5 separate regions of the Mus musculus genome follow, and regions 2, 3, 4 and 5 are each linked to region 1. Evidence: chromatin contacts called from public HiChIP or PLAC-seq and promoter capture Hi-C data. All regions are on one chromosome and are shown on one strand. The core of a region is the stretch at or near the end of the contact, and the rest is flanking DNA. Distances in the headings are between cores, read along the strand shown.

What was found. Promoter capture Hi-C pulls out the DNA fragments that hold promoters and counts their contacts. HiChIP or PLAC-seq counts read pairs in DNA pulled down with a chosen protein or histone mark. Capture Hi-C pulls out chosen DNA fragments and counts their contacts.
Region 2: a contact with region 1 is called in an HNF4G HiChIP or PLAC-seq map of pancreatic cancer cells. The contact joins the promoter of Nlrp6 here to the promoter of Gatd1 in region 1. A contact is called at or near these places in 5 of 39 promoter capture datasets (embryonic stem cells, liver and pre-B cells), 1 of 115 datasets of contacts at active chromatin or transcription factors (pancreatic cancer cells) and 1 of 9 other capture datasets (adipose tissue).
Region 3: a promoter capture Hi-C map of pre-B cells shows a contact between it and region 1, with 3 times the contacts expected there. The contact joins the promoter of Ifitm2 here to the promoter of Gatd1 in region 1. A contact is called at or near these places in 9 of 39 promoter capture datasets (3T3-L1-derived adipocytes, the HPC-7 cell line, cranial neural crest and 5 more), 2 of 484 Hi-C or Micro-C datasets (the HPC-7 cell line and embryonic stem cells) and 3 of 115 datasets of contacts at active chromatin or transcription factors (large pre-B cells, memory CD8 T cells and pancreatic cancer cells).
Region 4: a contact with region 1 is called in a promoter capture Hi-C map of pre-B cells, with 4 times the contacts expected there. The contact joins the promoter of Ifitm3 here to the promoter of Gatd1 in region 1. A contact is called at or near these places in 6 of 39 promoter capture datasets (the C10 cell line, hippocampal neurons, liver and 2 more) and 1 of 115 datasets of contacts at active chromatin or transcription factors (microglia).
Region 5: a contact with region 1 is called in a promoter capture Hi-C map of liver. The contact joins the promoter of Sigirr here to the promoter of Gatd1 in region 1. A contact is called at or near these places in 4 of 39 promoter capture datasets (the C10 cell line, fetal liver and stem cell-derived epiblast-like cells), 4 of 115 datasets of contacts at active chromatin or transcription factors (double positive thymocytes, large pre-B cells, memory CD8 T cells and 1 more) and 2 of 9 other capture datasets (adipose tissue and liver).

The regions. Positions count from the first base shown.
Region 1 is chr7:141,412,827-141,415,400 of GRCm38.p6, reverse strand. Gatd1 (glutamine amidotransferase like class 1 domain containing 1) reads left to right here and starts at 1,276. Exons shown (of 8, transcript NM_172116.4): 1 at 1,276-1,399. The coding sequence starts at 1,336.
Region 2 is chr7:140,919,620-140,922,193 of GRCm38.p6, reverse strand. Nlrp6 (NLR family, pyrin domain containing 6) reads right to left here and starts at 1,292. Exons shown (of 8, transcript NM_133946.2): 1 at 1,108-1,292; 2 at 282-553; 3 at 1-36. The coding sequence starts at 1,136.
Region 3 is chr7:140,954,678-140,957,251 of GRCm38.p6, reverse strand. It overlaps Ifitm2 (interferon induced transmembrane protein 2), which reads left to right and starts at 1,291. Exons shown (of 2, transcript NM_030694.1): 1 at 1,291-1,582; 2 at 2,079-2,413. The coding sequence starts at 1,337. The coding sequence ends at 2,267.
Region 4 is chr7:141,009,460-141,012,033 of GRCm38.p6, reverse strand. It overlaps Ifitm3 (interferon induced transmembrane protein 3), which reads left to right and starts at 1,290. Exons shown (of 2, transcript NM_025378.2): 1 at 1,290-1,637; 2 at 2,145-2,444. The coding sequence starts at 1,389. The coding sequence ends at 2,309.
Region 5 is chr7:141,099,253-141,101,826 of GRCm38.p6, reverse strand. It overlaps Sigirr (single immunoglobulin and toll-interleukin 1 receptor (TIR) domain), which reads left to right and starts at 1,281. Exons shown (of 10, transcript NM_001355055.1): 1 at 1,281-1,348. Ano9 (anoctamin 9) reads left to right here. Exons shown (of 24, transcript NM_178381.3): 24 at 1-608.

The DNA.
Region 1 (2,574 bases), core at 27-2,526:
AATGTTTAATCCTTTCCACCTAGTAAAAGCTTTGTTTACCCAAAGGTGTATTTCTCTATACTAGCCTGGAACAGTGATTCTCCTTCAGTCAGGGACTGCTTTCCCCTCCTCCATTTCTTGTATGTTGAGTCTTTCCCGACTAGTTAATAAGATTGTGAGGTCGGACTCCAGTCAGTGGGCAAAAGAAACAGCCACCACCTGAGTTAAAACAAAATCAAATGCTCTTCCTGTCTTGGGGTGCTGTTCACCATTTTCTCCAGCACACTCTTCCTCAAGGGTAAAATTTGCCCTGTCTATACATTTCCCTGGAATGGTAGTCTCTTTACAAAATTATATCTAATACCTGGGCGTTGAATTCAATATAAATACTTTTCTCCACAAGACTCAAGCTTACTGCTGGCTCTGCCACTTCTGGTGCCTTAATGTTACTCTGGAGGCAGCACAAAGGTGGAACTGTGTGAGTATGTGGACACTAGCCAATCTGACCCCTTCAATTTCAGGGTTTCATGTCAATAGATGGGGATTTAATAAGGATGGCTAGTCAAGCTTGTGGCTTGTGAATCTTCAAAAGTCGCCACTCAGACAACACACAATCCTGGGCTCCAGGTTCCTTTTCCTAAGCCCCAGCAGGAGTCCCACAGAAGTAAATCGCTTTAGATACAGGTTGGCCTCCCCAATCTGGTCTTTTCCTCAGGAAACTCAACAGAACCTCCAGAGGCGTCCACAGCTCAGGAAGTGACATTCCATCCTCTATAGGAACATACAAAACTCAACCGACCCAGGTATCTTCTGGATCTTCACAAACCGGCAGAGGAAGACCCGCCCACATACGACCCAACTCTGTGCCCCTCACCCTGTCCGCCCGACCGGTCATCGCTCCCTGACACACTTAGCCAGGCTCAACTTTCGGGCAAAGGCCCAAGGCGTAGTAGCTCTGTGGTAGACTCGGACTCGGAAACATCTACCCGGCCCACTGGGTTTAATTGATGTGCCCTAGGGCCACAAGTCTGTACCGGTGGCTTCCAATCAGGAAACGACCACTCAGGGACCCAGGGCGTATCCTCCCCCGCCTCCGCCTCCAACCCCCGCCCCGCTCCGCCCCGCTCCGCCCCCGCTCAGTCCCCGCCCCTCGCATGCTTGCCACTCAACCACTACCCCATGCGCATGCGCAAACTGCCCCCATCTTCACTCAATTTCCGCGTTGTTTCTCCCACCCCACCTTGCACCCTGCCGGCGAGCCCCGCCCTTCGTGCCTCACGCATGCGCATTCCGCTCTCTGCAGGCGAGCCCCGCCCCGCCCCATCCCTCGCACAAATATCCGCCTGGGCTGTAGCCATGGCGTCCGAGCGGCTGCCAAGCAGGCCTGCGTGTCTCCTGGTGGCCAGCGGCGCTTCCGAAGGTGAGGCGCGCAGGGCAGCTGTGTAGCTCACTGGCCTGCAGTCCTGACTCTGGGCAAACGTTTGTGTTTGTGGAGTTGAGATTCTGGGACCCTGCATCTGTTTCTCTGGCGCAGGCCTACTATGTTGTCTGCGCTGGCAGACAGGGACGGTCAGCGGCTGCAGAGATGACCCTGCCCCCGAGTGAGCCGCAGGGGCTTGGTACTCTCTCTGCCCGTGTTTTCTGCCTCTCTGTTACCCCCTATCTTGGGTTTATCTTCGTGCACCTCCAGGAAGCGATCCTGAAAGAGGTTGCTCGAAAGAGCTGCATAAAAGGGACCCTCACGCAGAAGGGGTCTGTTGGCTTCATGTTCCAACTGCCCGGTGTGTGTCAGGGGCGCTGGGCAGATGATTACTTCACGGGTCCTTAGGGAACCGACTGGCCCGAGATAGTCTCTGTGGGGAGGTGGAGCCCAGGGCTGCGGCCCGGGGTTTCCCTCTGGATTCCTATAGACCTCTGCAAGTGGGTGTGAGCGCGAGGGTACGTCGGGATCTTGGACTGATGAATTTCTGGGTTCCACACTGAAGCGTCCCAGGTGAGGGTGGGAGGGGCCTGAGGGTGCTGCTCCTCCCTGGAATAGAGGTAAAAGAGAATCTACAGCAGCTCCTAGGTAGGCCTTCCTTGAGAGTCGGAAAGTGAGGGATTGAGAAGCTAAAAATTATCTTTAATCCCAGCACTCAGGAGGCAGAGGCAGATGGATCTCCAGGAGTTTGAGCCCGTCTGGAACTTATATAGCAAGTTCCAGGCTAGCAGGAGTACACAGTGAGGTCTGACTCAAAATATTAACCAAAACAAAATCCACAAGCCAAAAGCCTAGTGTCAGAGTTGGAGGCAGGAGGATAGAGAGGGCAATGGCTACATGAGATGCTGTCTTTAAAAAAATGCTAGGGGGCTGGTGAGAAGGCTCAGCGGATAAGAACACTGACTGCTCTTCCGAAGGTCCTGAGTTCAAATCCCAACAACCTCACAACCATCCTTAACAAGATCTGACTCCCTCTTCTGGAGTGTCTTAAGACCCACAGGGTGTCTTAAGACCAGGATGGGAGAGAGCAACCATTTGGTCTGAAGACAGCTACAATGTACTTATTTATAATAACAAATAAACCTTTGGACTGGAGTGAGCAGAGGTCCTAAATT
Region 2 (2,574 bases), core at 43-2,542, 490 kb after region 1:
CTGACACGGAGAGAAGCACCGAGGTGGGGCCGAGCTCTGGAAGGCAAACCCGACATGAGGCTCTCTGAGCATGAGAGATGGGGCAAGGCATTTCCATGGGAGCTTATGGAACTACCAGCCCCCGCCCCCCCCTCTCCCCCGCGAATGAAACTTTGGGCTGGTTTCCGGGAAGGAGAGTCTCAGGAAGTGGTAGAGTGGACAAAGTTGATCTTCCCAAGGAGAGCAGGGAGGATCAAGGGCGAGCCACCGGATCCAGCCCCATCCTACTCTGCCCAGCTTACTCTGTAGCTGCTGTTGCTTAAGTCGCGAGGCCACATCTCGAATATCCGACCTCTTCAGGACCTGCCGGGTCATTTCTACAGCTGGCACTGGCTCATAGAACTCAATGAGCTTGTCGACAAGGTCCACAGCGTCTGAGCGCTCCAGTCGCCCCCACGGGATGCTGCGGCCATCCAGGGGCGCATCCCTTAGCTTGTGGCGGAAGCGCTTCAGCTGCTCCTGGCTCAGCTCCTCCAGTGTAGCCATAAGCAGCTCCCTTGCCACTGCATCCACGCTGGGGATGAGAAGGGTTATCATCACTGATGCGACCTGAATAGGACCTGTCCCTGAACCTCCAAAGCACCCCGGGTCACACATTGCACATTCTCCACATGGAGCCCCAGGGCAATACATTGTAGAGACCCACAGGGTGTTCCAAGGCTTCACCTCAAATTACTGACTGTGGTGAAGTGGATCACTCCATGGTTAGTCTTTCTGCGTCTTTCCTTTCTGGCCACACGAGATAAAGCCAGTTAGCTTCCCTACGTGGGTCTGTGCTCTCCCTTGTCACATCCTCTGAAAGGGCTCCAGCTCTGCTCAACTGAGACAGGCCAGGCCCTGGTAGGCTTCCTGAATTCTCTACTCCAAACTCATACATAGCACACTTTGGTGAGTCTTTTCTGGACCACCTACACCAGGGACTGAGTCTGAGTTCCTTGTGGGGAGCAGACTCATAAATGCCCTGGTTTGCAGGGTGGACATAGAAGATGGGCTTGAAATTCCAGTACAAGACCTGCTCTAGAGGTGAGCCCAGTTAACTTGAAAGTTCTCTCTGGAAACCACACTCACCTGGAGCAGGAGGCTCCAGCGGCATCCATGGAGTCTTATCTCAGGATCTAACTCTCAGATGCAGAAGCTGGGAGCAGAGGTGATCCTTTCTGGGCTAAACTGGTCTCATTCTGGGTGTGAGGGTGTTTCTCAGTCTTGTTCATTCTGGCTCAGCTGGACTCTTGCTGACAGTCAAGAGGCTCCCAAGTTAAGCACGGGTTGTAACATCATATATGTGCTGGACTGCGACCTTTGGTTTTCTTCTATTTTATTCTATCAATACTCCTCCTCCTGGGTGTGGCATCCTATGCAGCTGTGAGGTGGTTCAGATTAAATAGCTGACTCACAACCAGGTCTTCAGAAATGGCCTTAAGGTGCTTTAAATTTTGCACACAAGGCGTGAAAATCAAGAGGGCAGGGGCCTGTGGGCAGGGATAAGGGTGGAGAGAGAAAAAGAACCAGGTCCTCAGCTCTGCAGTCAGTTAATCCTCCCACACCCAGCTCTAGGGCAGAGATCGGATGTTTCTGACCCTAGGCCCTGCAAGTGACTGCAGGGATATGGAGTTTCACTGTGTGGCTGGCACGGACGTGTGTAAAGGCACGTGTGCACACCTCCACATGGCTAAGTTAATGTTGTATTTAAGTGACTGTTTGTCGTAGACTAAATAAAGTCCATGAAGACACAGTTCACAGAGGCATGGATGTGTTTATTTATTTTTATAAATTCTGGAAAACAAGTCTTCTTTGTCTCCTTGTCATCATTATTGAAGGTAGAAAATGTGAGGCCAGGGCCAGTGAGATGGTTTATAGGGTAAAGGTGCTTGCCTGACAACTCGAGTTCTAACTCTGGAACCCACAGAAAAGTGGAAAGAGAAGAACTCCACAAAGTTGTCCTCTGACCTCCACACCCAATCTGTGGAATGCGTGCCACCGTGCTCTCAAATATCAAATGTTTCAAGGTGATAGTGATAGAGGGAGGCTGGAGAGATAGATAACACTTAGGGTTATCTGTCTCTCACAAAGAGACTGACTCTGGTTTCCTGATCCCACATGAAGTAGCTATCAACCACCTATGACTTCAGCTTCAGGATATCCAACTCTTATACAGGTGTGTGTGTGTGTGTGTGTGTGTGTGTGTGTAAAACACATACGTCTACATAAAAAGGAAGAAGGGAAGAAATACAAAGCCAAGCTGGTCTCGAGTACACTACTCAACATCTGTGTGACCTTGAACAGTTTGTTTAACCTCTATGCCTCTATTTCTTGTTCTTGAAGTAAAGCACGCACTCACAGAAGGTTGGAGAGATGGCTCAGCAGTTAAAACACTGACTGTTCTTCCAGGAGACCCAGGTTCAATGTCTAGCACCAGCACGGTGTGCAAAACTACCCGTAAGTCCAGTTCCAGGAGATGTGACACCTTCTTCTGCCTCTGCAGACACCGGGAATGCACAGGGTGCACAGACATCCATGCAAGCAAAATACACATAG
Region 3 (2,574 bases), core at 42-2,541, 460 kb after region 1:
CGTTACGAATGCTGCTGTAGACATGAGATACAGGCATACAGGATACGTATAGACATGTGTTCATTCTCTTACACACGAGAAGTGGGATTCTGGGTTGTAGCTTCGATCTGCCCACTGCCTGCAAAGCCTGCAGCATCAGTGGTGTGGTTTCTTTGCTTCTAAACTACAGTGCTTCCTAATGGGTATGAGCAGTGTGCTGCTGGGGCTTTGATCTGCATTTTGCTAATGAGCAAGAATGTGGAGCCTGTTACCCATTGTGCCTCTTCTAGAAGAAATGTTGAGTTCCCCTTTCGTTCATTTTTTTAAAATTTTTACTTACTACTTTTTATTCATTTATTTAAGACAAGCTGTCATGTAGCCCAGGCTGGACCTTGAACTGATTCTCCTGCTGACCTTTCCCAAGTGCTGGGATTACAGACATGTGACCTGCTCCAGCTTTTGAGGCTCTGATCGATGGTGATGGTTGTACAAGTAGAGGCGAACAAGGGCTCTGTAGTTAGACTCACTGATCTCCTCCTTGCTCCATTCTGCCCTGTGGGATGAAATTTGGGTGCTGGGGGTGGGGGTGTGAGGTTACTGAATGGGTTCAAGTGTCAAACGATTTGTGTCCTTCACCACCAGGGAACTTCCCTTGTTTCTAGGACGCTCAGTTCCCTCACTGCTTCTGCCGGGAAAGACTCGGAGTTCCCTGTGTAGCCGTACTCCTACAGGCTTCATTTTAGCAATGGCTGTTTCGCAACTGGTAGGAAAACATCTGCCTTCCATAAGCTCCCCGGCTGCAGCCAAGTGACTGGAATTTTCCTTCCCTAGCTAGCCAGGAGCATCCAGGCCCTGTGCTGGAAGGCTCCTCCTTCCCCAACTGACAGCCAAAGAAACATTGAGTTGCAGATCTCCCCAGCCCCCACCTGCAACAGATTAGTTTAGGGGTGTGTGTGCTTGGGGTTTTTTAGAGGAGGCCCTCACTGTGAGGCCAGGTTTAGGGATGTACCAGGGGTGTGAGAGCAGGGGGCTGGGGAGACTAGATCTGGGGAGAAGTTCTAGTATGCCTACTGTAAGCAGGAGGTGGAGACCTTCAGACAAGTTTTAGCCCTGGGACAAGTCTAGATCCCTGGAAGTTTATACAGAGGTACCTCAACAGTCAACTAGTCCTGAAGTAATTTGATACTCAAGGCCTAAGTACCGCCCACTTCAGTATCCAGCCAATTCCCCACAGTAAGGCCCTCTGGAGACTAACCCACCAACAGGAAAAGGAAATTGCTAGAGAAAGGGCGGGTCTACAGAACCAGGATAGCAGCAGCCATCCTCCAGACGGGGCGATTGTTCCAGAGTCAGTACCATGAGCCACAATTCTCAAGCCTTCTTGTCCACCAATGCCGGGCTTCCTCCAAGCTATGAGACAATCAAAGAGGAGTACGGGGTGACTGAGCTGGGGGAACCCAGCAACTCAGCTGTTGTGAGGACCACCGTGATCAACATGCCCAGAGAGGTGTCGGTGCCTGACCATGTGGTCTGGTCCCTGTTCAATACACTCTTCTTCAACGCCTGCTGCCTGGGCTTCGTTGCCTATGCCTACTCTGTGAAGGTGAGTGTGCTAGAGGGGGTGGGAGGGAATGGTGTAAGAAGGTGTGTGTGAGCCTGAAGCGCCATCTACTCAGATAGCACCGAGGTGTGAGTGTGGGGTCCTTTCTGTAAGAAAGTGTGTGTGCACCCTTCCTATTTGTGTGTGTGTGTGTGTGTGTGCGTGCGTGCGTGCGCGCGCGCGCGCGCGCGCACTGTCTGTCTCTGGTGTTGGAGACTTTCTGATAGTCACAGGATGAAACTGCCTGGGGATTCTGGGGCCAGACTTTCCCCACCCCTTCACCCTTTAGACTGGGGCCCTAATCTGTGTGGAAAGTGAGGTATGCAGCGAATGCTGGAGCTTACTGTATAGTTTGTGTTTGTGTGTGTGTGAAAAGAGGGGAGGGTTTCCCGGCTGGAGGGAGTGAGACAGTGGGCAGGGAGCAGTTGGGGAAATGGAGCCAGAGCACCTGGCTCTCAGCTGGCCAGCTCCAGGGCTCCTTACATCTAATTTCCTTCAGTCTAGGGACAGGAAGATGGTGGGCGATGTGGTTGGAGCCCAGGCCTACGCCTCCACTGCCAAGTGCCTGAATATCAGCTCCCTGATCTTCAGCATCCTTATGGTCATTATCTGCATCATTATTTTCTCTACCACCTCTGTGGTAGTCTTTCAGTCTTTTGCACAAAGAACACCCCATTCTGGATTCTAGCTGCCCTGTGCTCCACGGTCCACATCTGCCCCGCCCCTGCCCCGCCCCCAGGCTCAAGCCTCGACCCTTTACCCTACGCGTATGCAAATGTTACCTTCACCTATCTGTCCACAGTGGATTCAATAAAGTGCACGGGGTGGCAACTCTGGCTGTGACTCACTGTTCTCTGGTTCTGTACCGAGCTCACCTTGCATCCTTTTTGTCTGAGGAGAGCAAGTGTCGTTAACTTGTCAGGCTTCTGGTCTCCAGATATGGGCAGCAGCCGACCTGTGGGTTTTTGCCTGATCCAGGCAGAGGGGATCCGAGG
Region 4 (2,574 bases), core at 41-2,540, 400 kb after region 1:
GACTGCAAAGAAGGGAGTCTGTAGGAGGTGCTGATGTCTCTGTGAAGAACTCAAGAAAGATAATGAAATGAGTGGAACCTAGAAACTAGAGCAGCCCCAGCTCCCAAGACTCAGGGCACTAGGAAGGGTGGGTGCTGCAGGGCACCTTGAAGGAGATCTCTGTAGTAGCCTGGTCCTTCCAGTGCCACCAAGATAGAAAGTGGATGCAAGTCCTAACAAGAGAAGCCAGGCCAGATGTCCCTGTTATCACTGAGTCCTTCAGTATGATCAGGAGTAGCTTTCCTGGTCACAGCCCTCACCCCACCAAGCGTTTGAGAAAGCGTCTCTGGTAGGACGAAGGTCCTCTCGGTGACCATGCCACTAGCACTAATAAATTTTGTTAGGGCAGGAGGGAAAAAGAGTGGCTGTAGCACCAACAGGCCAGCCCAGGACCATGAGGTCAGAGCCAAGTGACCGAAGATCATTTAGTTCTAATACCAAAGTCCAGTGGTTGATCACACTTAGGGCACTAGGGCTCTGCAAGGAGAGAGACACAGAGGCGTGTTAGCATTTTGTCTAGGCTCTGCCCCACAGTTATCTGGCAACAGCTGGGTGTGCCTGACTCACACTAAAAGGGGCTGCTCCCCCCCTTACTCTCTAACCTTCCTGCACCTGCTTCCCCCTCCTCATTCCCCACTCCCTCCGAGTGCTCATGGCCAGCCTCTACTTCTCTGTTCTCTCTCTCTCTCTCTGCCTTTCTCTGTCTCTACTACCCTCTCAACCCCCTCCCCATGAATAGAGAATAAACTCTGTTCTATGCGATACCACCGTGTGGCTGGTCCCTCAAAGGGAAGGGACGCTTCAGCGTGGGCCTGCAGAGGCCCCCCCTCCCCCAACATATGACTGCATAGCCACCGAAGATATTCCTTCTCTCTCCTCTTTAAAACACAAGAAGTACCGTTCATCCCACCTGTCTATGAAGCCAGGAGAACTGGCGTTCATAGTGAGAGGCTCTCTGGGCACTCTTTATTGCTGAATAAAGAATAGAGGGTTCTTTGGGGCCTGGCTGGGACCTTGATAAGGAACAGTGAGGTTCTGCAGCTGTGAGCGTGAGCTTGGTTGACTCCAGGACCCCTCACTCTTAAACACTGAGGTTTGGGCCTTGGGACAAGTCCTGACTTGGGCTCCTGGCCTGGAAGTTCCCCTGATTCACAATCCTTCCTGACATCCTGCCCTGGAGTAATTTGATCCGCAGGCTTTTTAGATCCCCGCCCCTCTGAACCCAGAGCAGTTTCATCAAGCCAAAATTCAGGAAAAGGAAACTTCTGAGAAACCGAAACTGCCGCAGAAAGGGCAGACCCGCAGCGCGCTCCATCCTTTGCCCTTCAGTGCTGCCTTTGCTCCGCACCATGAACCACACTTCTCAAGCCTTCATCACCGCTGCCAGTGGAGGACAGCCCCCAAACTACGAAAGAATCAAGGAAGAATATGAGGTGGCTGAGATGGGGGCACCGCACGGATCGGCTTCTGTCAGAACTACTGTGATCAACATGCCCAGAGAGGTGTCGGTGCCTGACCATGTGGTCTGGTCCCTGTTCAATACACTCTTCATGAACTTCTGCTGCCTGGGCTTCATAGCCTATGCCTACTCCGTGAAGGTGAGTGTGCTAGAATGGGGGGAGTGATGGTGTAAAAAGGTGTGTGTGAACCTGAAGCTCCATCTACCCAGATGGCACCGAGGTATGAGTGTGGGGTCCTTTGTTTAAAATAAGTTTGTGTTCATTCTTCTGTGGTGTGTGTGTGTGTGTGTGTGTGTGTGTGTGTGTACACGTGTAGGCTTAAAGGCTCTCTGGGGGCAGACACAGGGTGAGGCTGCCTGGGGATTCTGGAGTCAGACTCTTCCAATGCAGAGATGCCTATAGCACCTTCACTCAACAGACTGGGATTCTAGCCTGTGTGGAAAATGTTCAGGAGATTCATGGGGAACAATAGCCTACAGTGGGGTGAACAACAAGTGCTAGGGCCTCCTGGATGATCAGAGGATGTAAAATGTTCCTGACCTAAGATGGGGAGATGCAGTCCACAGGGAGTACGTCAGGAAAACTGTCAGAGCATCTGCCTATCAGCTCCAGGGCCACTGACCGTGTCTATCTGTTCTGCTCCAGTCTAGGGATCGGAAGATGGTGGGTGATGTGACTGGAGCCCAGGCCTACGCCTCCACTGCTAAGTGCCTGAACATCAGCACCTTGGTCCTCAGCATCCTGATGGTTGTTATCACCATTGTTAGTGTCATCATCATTGTTCTTAACGCTCAAAACCTTCACACTTAATAGAGGATTCCGACTTCCGGTCCTGAAGTGCTTCACCCTCCGCAGCTGCGTCCCTCCTTGCCCCTCCCTACACGCAGGTGTAACACTCATTTATCTATCCACAGTGGATTCAATAAAGTGCACTTGATAACCACCATCCTATGACTGCTTTTATTCCTCCCACCCCTCTATCTTCCTTGCTCTGAGGTGGACATGTAGGTTATCCTCAATTTGGCAGTAGTCTCTGGCCTGCTGTTGTGGACATTTGCTGGCCAAAGTCCTGGAT
Region 5 (2,574 bases), core at 32-2,531, 310 kb after region 1:
TGCCCCTATCCATAACAATGTGTATGTATGTGTTGAGGGAGGCTGTAAAATGGCCCATGTATATGTAGGATCCTGGATGGTCTACATATATGTTAATACATGAAGATCAAAGGAGGGCCTAGACTATATGTAGGTGTATATGGGCATCCTACGAAGCCCATGTGTATATGTTAACCACGGGAGACTTGTATATGTAGGGATCATTGAAATCCATGTATATTTAGGGTATTTATGAACGGCACAGATGTGCCTGTGGGGTTTGCTTCAACTTTCCTACGGTTCAGATTGGTACAGACCTGACTTGAGACTCTTGAATGACCCTAGTACCTATAGAACTGCAGGTTGCTCATAAAACCCCCATGCAGTAAAATTAGCCTAAATGCCATGGACCTCCTGGCTTCTGGGCCTCAGATCCTGCTCTGTGGCCTCCTGCTTTGTGGGAAGCCATGGACCTCCTGGCTTCTGGGCCTCAGATCCTGCTCTGTGGCCTCCTGCTTTGTGGGAAGCCTAGAGAGTAACTTCTGGATCCCCTCCCTCCCAGTTAACCTGGATCCGTACAGCGGCAAAACTTTTTACAAGCAAAATAAACCTGTGTGTATTGATTTCTGAGCCTCATGATGTAGATCCAGTTTCTAGAGATTATTTCTTCCCTGGGCTAGATTGAGATGGGATGAATTATGGCAGCCTGGGGCCACCTGGCTCTTCTTTGGTTTGCCTCATTGTCTTTGGTTTTTGTTTGGTTGGTTGGTTGGTTTTTCAAGACAGGGTTTCTCTCTATAGCCCTGGCTGTCCTGGAATTCACTTTGTAGACCAGGCTGGCCTCGAACTCAGAAATCCGCCTGCCTCTGCCTCCCGAGTGCTGGGATTAAAGGCATGCGTCACCACCGCCCGGCTTTGCCTCTTTGTCTAAGCGCGGGGCACCTTATGGAAGAAGGTTCTTCCAAATATCTGGGGTTTTGAGTGGCAAGAGAAGACACGGGGTCAGTTATGAGTGGGATGTGAATCAAGAAAGACTTTCTGGAGGAAAAGGAAGAGTTTGGGCTGGAGAGGCAAAACACCATGACAGTCAGCAGGGTGGCCCTTTGCGGGTTGCGCTGGTTGGGCTCCTTTGGTCAAACCAAACCCTGCCCCTAAGCCGGGAAGTTTGAAGATCCCGGGACGGAACTTCCTACACTCACCAGCACTAGCCTCAGGCTTAAAGCGGGACACTAGGTCCGCCCTAGCCCTGCCTGCGGGGCGGGGCTGCACCTGCCGCTGGGTCTGTCGCCGCTGCGCACCTCGGACAGGTAAACTGTCAGCTTCCGCGCGAGTCTCAGGTGGGTGGCAGTCGTGACTCAGACACGCGGAGGTGAGTAGAGGTCCTGGTTCCTGGAGCCGCTCCAGTTTTAGGGTTGAGGACCTGGGAGCACTTTGCTCCGAGGAGCCTTGGGGCCATGGTCCCGCAGGAAGTAGCTCTGAACCAGACGGGTTTCCCGCTCAGCCCGGAAGCTCGAGAGCACTGCGTCCAGTCCCCTTCTCTGGCCTTGCTCTTTTCATTCTGCCCAACATGGTCAATAGCTTCCTCTTGATTTAAGTGCAAGCCTGTAGAGGCGGGCGAGGGGTCGTAATACCTCGCCTTCGCTCCCAACAAACGTATCTCAAACCTAAGCAAGTCTAGGACACCTGAGCAGAGTGAGAGGCTGGCAGGGACCCGGGCTCGCGGGGACCCTAGCAGAGCCTTCGCCTCCTGTGAGCGCCAGCGTTCGGTGCGCGCCCAGACTAGCTGTCGGCGCGCTTCCGCTCTCCGTGCGCGTCCCCATCTTCTGCACGCGTGCCTGATAGGTCGGCTTGCCTCACCTGTTGAGTTCCGGGAAACAGGTCGTGCGCCACCCGCAGAAGACCAAGGGCAAGAAGTAGGAGCTGGATGAACTCGGGGAATTGGTCTCCTCGAGGCCTTTTATGCACACTCCTTTCTTTAAAGAAAGATATGTGGGGATCCAACACACACCAGAAACAGGGGCGGCGCAAGAGTAGCGCTGAGCAGCACCCAGGTGTCGAGATGCTGAGCAGCAAAAAACCGGATCCACAAGTGGGGAGCGGGCCTGGGGCTTCGAGCTCCGAAGCTCCAGAACACTCACTCATCTGATAGCACAGGATGCCCCTATAGCTCAAGGACTGTGCCTCCAGGACCTGGGCCTTCCAGGAACCTCAAAATACGGAGGCAATGCTGAGTGATCCGAGGGTCTAGGCTGGGATTTAAATTCTGAGGCCCTGGAGTGCCTTCAAAAGACTGCAGAGGCAAATATCTGAGGCCATCTGAGTTTTTATGCAAGAGTGGCCTGAGGCTGGGGTATGGGATAGAACAGTGGTTCTCAACCTTCCTTTAATACAGTTCTTGTTGTGGTGACTCCCAACCATAAAGTTATTTTTGTTGCTACTTCATAACTAATTTTGCTACTGTTATGAAGCTGCAACTCTTTAATCTTTAATACAATTCCCCATGTTGTGGTGACCCCCAACCATAAGGTTATTTTTTTTTCTTTTTTTTGGGGGGGGGGTTCGAGACAGGATTTCTCTGTGTATCCCTGGCTGTCC